Regions from separate parts of the Bombyx mori genome. Here region 2 is linked to region 1. The links are chromatin contacts, called in public Hi-C maps. All regions are on one chromosome and are shown on one strand. Each heading gives the region's core, a stretch centred on a gene start, on an enhancer-like site or on the middle of the called end of the contact. The rest is flanking DNA. Distances are from core to core; before and after follow the strand shown. Region 1 overlaps LOC101741996 (unconventional myosin ID). Region 2 holds the start of LOC101738933 (forkhead box protein J2).

Region 1 (3,718 bases), core at 304-2,803:
ACTTAGACCAACTATTTCTAAACATACCATAGTGCTGATAGAATATTTTTATGTCACGGTAAATTTATTCATAAAAAACGGTGCGAGTGCAACTTGGTGCACGTAGAAGAAGTGGATCTTCTGTTGCGGTGTATTATAGTATTGTGGTTTTCGTCATTTTTCATCCTTAAATCAAATTTCTCTTGTAATAAGGAATGCAGTGTATAAGAGAAACGACCTAGCTCGCTTTGTCCTCTCCTCTGTCTATTTTCTTTCTCACTATCGCTTGTCCTAATTTGTATCTTTTCTCTTTAACCGTAACAAATCTGTCGTGAGTTAAATTTTACTTTCAACGTCCCTAAAAAAGTTTAACTTCAAATACTTGTATCGTTTTTTTTTATACCTTAGCTGATGGTCTTGAGAGACCATATCAGCGTAACCGGACGAAGCATTGTATCTTTGTATTCTCATGAGACGAATGTGGTTACGGGATGGACCGTAACGTGTTACATTTAAAAGTGAATCAAATGTATAAGGCTGCATGTACCGTTTGCAGATAAACAAAGCCATCGACGTCCCGGCCGGCACGTACAAGAACACCCTCATCGGCGTGCTCGACATCTACGGGTTCGAGATCTTCGAGACCAACAGCTTCGAGCAGTTCTGCATCAACTACTGCAACGAGAAGTTGCAGCAGCTCTTCATCGGTAACTGTCGACCCCCCCGCTGCAGACCCTCCCGGCCTTAGGTCGTTGCCCTCTATAAATAAACTTTTGATTATGGCGCTTGGATTGTGCTATCTATCATAATGGAATGCGTATTAAAAATCCTGGTAATCAATGAGGAGTTCCCTTGGAGTCTGTACCAATATGTGTGCGCCTCAATCATGTCATAAAGTTGGCTTTCGTAATGAAAGGTATTCTCTGTGCTGTTGATCTTTATAGTAGGGTCTGTCCTGGGTGTCGCTTCAGTTCGTGCTCACCATGGACATGCATCGTCATACTAACTAAACCACCACGTGGAGATCCAACTACGCGCTATAAAAGGAAGTGGCTCTGATTTAATTTGCCAAACTCGACACAAATATGATTAATAAATTCAAATTCGACTCGATAACGCCCCCTAACGTCTGCTAAGGCCTCTGCACAATGTAATTTCAGAGCTGGTGCTGAAACAAGAGCAAGAGGAGTACGCGCGCGAGGGCATACAGTGGACGCCGGTGCAGTACTTCAACAACAGGATCATCTGCGAGCTCATCGACGCGCCCCATCACGGCGTCATCGCCATCATGGACGAGGCCTGCCTCAACCCCACACAGGTCACTACAGCACGTGAGCGCAGTAGGGCCGCTGCTCGCCGACAATGTCTGACGACACTGTTTCCGACATTGCCTGCCGAGACTGTCCGAACGACACCATCCGCACACACTGACATCCGACACTGTTCCCCGACAATGACATATGACACTGACCGCCGAAACTCCTCCCCGACACGGCCCGTATACACTGACCGCCGACACTGCTCGTGGACACTGTCCGGATGACACTATCTGCTTACACTGAATTGCGACACTGTTTGCCGATACTCATCGACGATACGGTTCGTACACACTGACATCGAGCACTGTTCGCCAACACTCTGGACGACACTAAATGCACACGCCGACACGCGATACTGTTCGCCGATACGGTCTATACACACTGACACCAGACACCTTACGTCGTCATTGTCCGAACGAGACTACACGCACACACTGACATGCGACACTGTTCGCCGACACGGTCCGTATACAATAACATCCGGCACTTTTCGCTGACACGTGAAGTCGTCGTGGCCTAACGGATAAGACGTCCGGTGCATTCGTGTTGAGCGACGCACCGGTGTTCGAATCCCGCAGGCGGGTACCAATTTTGGTAATGAAATACGTACTCAACAAATGTTCACGATTGATTTCCACGGTGAAGGAATAACATCGTGTAATAAAAATGAAACCCGCAAAATTATAATTTGCGTAATTACTGGTGGTAGGACCTCTTGTGAGTCCGCACGGGTAGGTACCACCGGCCTGCCTATTTCTGCCGTGAAGCAGTAATGCGTTTCGGTTTGAAGGGTGGGGCAGCCGTTGTAACTATAATTGAGACCTTAGAACTTATATCTCAAGGTGGGTTGCGCATTTACGTTGTAGATGTCTATGGGCTCCAGTAACCACTTAACACCAGGTGGGCTGTGAGCTCGTCCACTCATCTAAGCAATAAAAAAAAAAAAAAAAACGGTCCTCTAACGTGGTCTGTTCGCACCAGATCACGGACCAGCAGCTGCTGGAGGCGATGGACAAGCGGCTGACCGGCCACCGCCACTACACGTCTCGGCAGCTGGCGCCGACTGACAAGAAACTCAAGCACGGAGTCGACTTCAGGATAACGTGAGTCTTATGTTTGTAGGTATAGAGTGCATTTTAGTGTGGACCCCAACTGATTACTAAACTGATCTTTATTCCATTATAATTTTCTGAGAATTATAATTTTCGGTTTATAATTCTCGACCCCCACCGCGTGCCGTGTTGCAGGCACTACGCCGGCGACGTGACGTACGCCATCACCGGCTTCATGGACAAGAACAAGGACTCGCTGTGGCAGGACCTCAAGAGGCTGCTGCACTCCTCCAGCAACGCCTCGCTGGCCGCCATGTGGCCCGAGGGCGCCGCCGACATACAGAAGGTACCCCCGCCCCGCGCCTGTGACAACAGGAATATGTGTTCTGGAGCCTCAGCCGGGGATGAGCAACGTTCAACCTGTTTATTATAGTCCAGACGAGCGATCAAGCCCTTGACCTAACTCTGTGGACACTGGAGCCCACAGACATCTCGCTGTGAACGCCGCCGTCTGGGGACGTGAGGTCGATGTCTCAATCGCGCTGTACAATGGCTGGCCTACCCCAGACCGCAGCATAGTGTGTTTTATGGCATAGTGGTTTATGAGTTGCAGTACATAAAAAGGATCCTAAAAGCCATTGAATAACAATAAATAGAATCGATGCGTGACCCCGCAATAGTGTATGTATGTGTGATGTGTGCGCAGACCTCCCGGCGCCCCCCCTCCGCCGCGTCGCTGTTCCGCTCGTCGCTGGCGGCGCTGGTGGCGGGGCTGCACTCCAAGGAGCCCTTCTACGTGCGCTGCCTCAAGCCCAACCCCCTGCAGGCGCCCTCCACCTGGGACCCCCTGCTGGTAACGCACCCCTCACTCGCGCGACCCTAGTAGCCGCCAACGGATACCCTGAGGCTTGGTGCTCTTCCGTTACATTATAACAGTGTGTGGGAGTTACACACAGAGTTCAGTAAGAACACCGCATGATGTGCAATATTGTTATAGCTCGCTAAGGGAATTGTGCTTGGGGACTGAGCCCTCCGGTCTCCCGGCCACGTGGCTGCACTATCGTAGAACCCCTGCGGAGTATTAGATATCTTTGTTCAGACCTGAATGCAACCGGTGTATACCGGACCAATATTTTCGAATCATTCTTTCTCTTCTGGCACAAGGAATGAGTGCCTGTACATACATGCGCGCCCCCAGGTGCAGCACCAGACGGCGTACCTGGGGCTGGTGGAGAACGTGCGCGTGCGACGGGCGGGGTTCGCGTGCCGCGTGCGCTACGACCGCTTCGTGCAGCGCTACAAGATGTTGTCGCAGTACACGTGGCCCAACTACCGCGGACACTCGCCCCGGGACGCCGCCGCCGTGCT
Region 2 (3,689 bases), core at 150-2,649, 48 kb before region 1:
TAATTGAATCTTTTGTGTACCTTCAATTAGTAATCATATCAGAAAATTATTTTAATAGAGTGGATTTGCAGAACACAATAATAATATGTATGCTGCTTGTATACCTTTGATAAGCAATTAGACAATTCTTAGTATTCTTAAATGTGACCACTTATCTATAAATATTAATATTTTTAAATTTCCTCTCGGAATTAAATAATGTTCATTTAATTCTCTATAGCATGACAATTTACTTGTATAGTTTAGTATCTCTAATAAGTACAATCTAATATGGTCGTCAGATTTGAAATAAGGTAAGGAAAATGTGTCCATGGTTTTATTGCAAGATTGATTTAGTTAGAATTAATGTTTGTAAATGTACACAAAAAAAAATAATTTTTGTTCTACGCTAGTGTTGTTCAGAGCACTAATGACGAGGCAGCCAACAGAAGGGCCATCGAAATCAAGGCAGTTCCAAGGATATGGGGCCTGAGCTGCCAACCTGAGCAAAGACTTGTTCAGGCTGATATATTTTTTATTCAACTATACTATATTATATAAAATAAGTTATTATTTTACATCATAGCTACACATTTTCGTTAGTAAAAATAAACAAAATGGCTAAAACGTGACTAATTAGCTAATGAACATTGTTTTAAGACTTTTAGGTACTATGGCTTTGGGTTATAGTTCTCTTACAGATAAAAAAAACAGTATGAGGCCTTGCCACAAAAATAAAATCTTTTGTTTATTCTTATTAAGATTTATTTTTGCACGAAAGGCTTAGTCAACGAAAATAATATATTTAGAAAAAAAAAAAAACAATAGAATACAGTTACGGAGGACAGTGGATTAAACTCAAGCAACACGAATTGATATAAATTTGCTACCTGTAGGCTGGTTTCGCATGTTTAATTTTGTTAGTGTTCTCCTTCTGTTCGTCCTTGTTGTTGTTTTCCTGTTGCAAAGCGAGTGGCTGCACATCCTCGTAAAGGAAGCGCGGTATCGGTCCGAGGGGGCTGTGGCGAGGAGTTCCAGGACTGTACGCGGGCAGCCACTCCACTCCCGGCGACTCGCTCATTGTCCCATAAATATAACTAATCTTACACCTCACATTCGATTAATTATCACGTCTATCGGCTCACAAAGCCCTCAGGATCGTATCCTCGTTGCTTTTCACGGAGACTTTTATTGTAGTACATGAAGAGTCCTTGAAATTACGACCTATCTAAATTTACTAACACATCACTCTTGTACGACCAATATATTAAACAAAATAAAATTAAGAAGTAAATAGGAACATTTACTAATTATATAATATAAAATAATAAAAATACACAAAGAAAATTAACAATTATAGTGATAATCAAAATTATTATGACATTTGAAGCACCTACAACAAGGAAAATGGCGGTGATCTAAACCGCTCCGATTTACGTTCGAAAAACTTGTATAGTCATCTCAGTTTAAAAACAAATTATAATACCATTTTTTTTAATAATTTTCAGAAGCAATACCTGCGACCTAAGAATTATTGAAATAATAGTTATCTTATTCAATTAGTAAACTAGTTCCTGATATGTATTTATGGGTTTGGATAAAAACAATTGATAAACAGTAAAAAAATTAGGACTTAATTAAGATTTCTGTTGTAGGTTTCAGTTAAATTGATGATATCGAAGACGAAAACATTTTTAAAAGTGTCACTTTAAGTGTATTTACACACGTATGTACACTTTAAGTGTATTCTGTTGCATACAATTTACAACGTGTAAAAAACTATAAGTGGTTGGGGAAATTTTAGAAACGAATATAGCAACATTTTCGATATTTATCAATTGTCAGGTCTTTTTGGCGGGAACGCGAGGAATGAAGTTGTGTGATTTGTTTTATTTTGTCTATTTAGTGTTTCTTCGGGTTTAAATGTGTAATAATGGTGGTTTATTAACTGTTTAATATCTGTGAAAGTGCACAAATGTGGGAAAATGAAACAAAGCCCCTGGACGTAACTTCTCGGGATCCTCCAAAAAGTCCACTGAAAAAATCTTAGTAAATGACCATTTTACTGAGATTATATTTCATCCCATATCATCTCAATTCATTTCATTTAATTTCATTCCAGTTGATTAGTGTCTCAAATTAATCATCTTCATTTCATTTCACCCTATAATATCATATTTCATAAAAATAGGAATAATATAAATTAAAATAAGACATGACTTAAAGAACTCAGTTACCAGGTCATAAAATTTATTAAAAAAAATTGTCAATTGTCAGTTTCAGATTTGAATTTTTTAACGTCAGTTGAAATGAAATGTTCGGTGTGGTATGTCGTTTTATTTGTGATTTTAATTTTAACGGATTGTTGACATTCTTGTCAGTACATTGTAATCGCATAAATTATAATTTACAAACTGTGTGTGAACAATTCCTACCTACCTATTATTGAAATTGTTCTTTGTATATTGTGACAATGGCGACACAACCAGAAGTCGGCGTGTCCGACTTTGTGCTCTTGGACAACTTGACTACAGAGACATTTATTGAAAATTTGCATTTGAGGTGAGTCTTTACCCTTTCGTATCGAAACTAAATTAATGAAAGAAGTCCTTAAAAAATTACAATGTTATGTATGAGAGCAAGTTGTGTTATACAGTTACAGCAAAAAGTTTGTTAACTTTTATTTCATTTGGTTCATATTTCTTCAGCTTAAATGTTTTTTTTTTTTAATAGTATATTTTAATTTTACTTCGGAACTGCGAAATTTTACTTCTCCATATTACTTCGAAAGTGTAATAAAATGTATGAAATTGTTTTTACACGCTTTTTTTAATGCTAATCCATTTATATTAAATAAAGCTCTATTTAAAGTTTTAAATATAAAATAAAATAAATGTAGTGTTTAATTCATCTAAAATTTGTAAATTGATTTTAAAAAAGTTAGTTGGTAATGTCAAAGTCTGTAGCTGTGAAACATGGAACAGGACATAAATTTCATAATATACTTAACATTTTTATTTTGGTCCCAAATGTAAAAGGATGATGTTATTTAAATACCAAAATAAAATAAAAACTGTTAATCCCAAGAAGGCCTTTCGGATGTAATAATTGTATTCTTTGCAGAGCAAATTTAAAATCATTGGACAGGTTCATGTGGATTAAAAATACAATTTCAAATGATTGATCAAAGATAGGTTTATAACAAAATTGTCCTATACTTAAGCACCTGTTTAGATAAAATGTTGTAAAAATATAATGTAATTGTAATGTTGTAGAGATATCAAAACAATAATTTATATTTTCTAATAGATAAAAATAATAATGAGCCTATTCTCTAAAATATTAGGTAAAGACAAAAAAATTGTTTCTGTAATTTAACATTTAATGGATTTGGTTTTCCTGGTAGTACATTTAATAAATTGATGTATGTAAGTACTATACTACACTGAAATATCTCTATATTATATTAAAAACCTTGTCTTGTCAAGAATGTACATCTACAAGTGAACTAATAAATGTAAAATTTTATTGCACTAGTAGGTTCTCATTAAATTGGGCTAGGTATAGAAAGGAATGTAGAAAATGGAGATAAGGATAAGATAGGGGCCTGTTAAACTTACACTAGGGTGACAGGTTTGCTGGCATTCTTCATATAAATTCCTCTTTCTGCAACATTATGAACCTCATATGCACGGTGAATCCAAGGATTA

The links. A called contact is a pair of places that touch in the nucleus more often than the background predicts.
Region 2: a Hi-C map of midgut shows a contact between it and region 1, with 2.9 times the contacts expected there. The contact joins the promoter of LOC101738933 here to the enhancer-like site in region 1. A contact is called at or near these places in 2 of 7 Hi-C or Micro-C datasets (midgut and whole pupa).

What each region holds. Positions count from the first base shown.
Region 1 is chr8:1,243,721-1,247,438 of ASM3026992v2, reverse strand. It overlaps LOC101741996 (unconventional myosin ID), which reads left to right. Exons shown (of 17, transcript XM_038012323.2): 7 at 536-686; 8 at 1,140-1,297; 9 at 2,280-2,401; 10 at 2,546-2,696; 11 at 3,057-3,203; 12 at 3,549-3,718. Among protein-coding and RNA genes, the nearest start is that of LOC105841516, 22 kb to the right of the region's middle. Within about 2 kb of position 1,553, at least 5 of the 8 cell types and tissues checked have open chromatin away from gene starts, as enhancers often do.
Region 2 is chr8:1,292,094-1,295,782 of ASM3026992v2, reverse strand. LOC101738933 (forkhead box protein J2) reads right to left here and starts at 1,399. Exons shown (of 6, transcript XM_004925344.5): 1 at 870-1,399. The coding sequence starts at 1,060. LOC101741996 (unconventional myosin ID) reads left to right here and starts at 2,273. Exons shown (of 17, transcript XM_038012323.2): 1 at 2,273-2,541. The coding sequence starts at 2,453. LOC101735641 (a long non-coding RNA gene) reads right to left here. Exons shown (of 2, transcript XR_002430407.3): 2 at 3,341-3,689.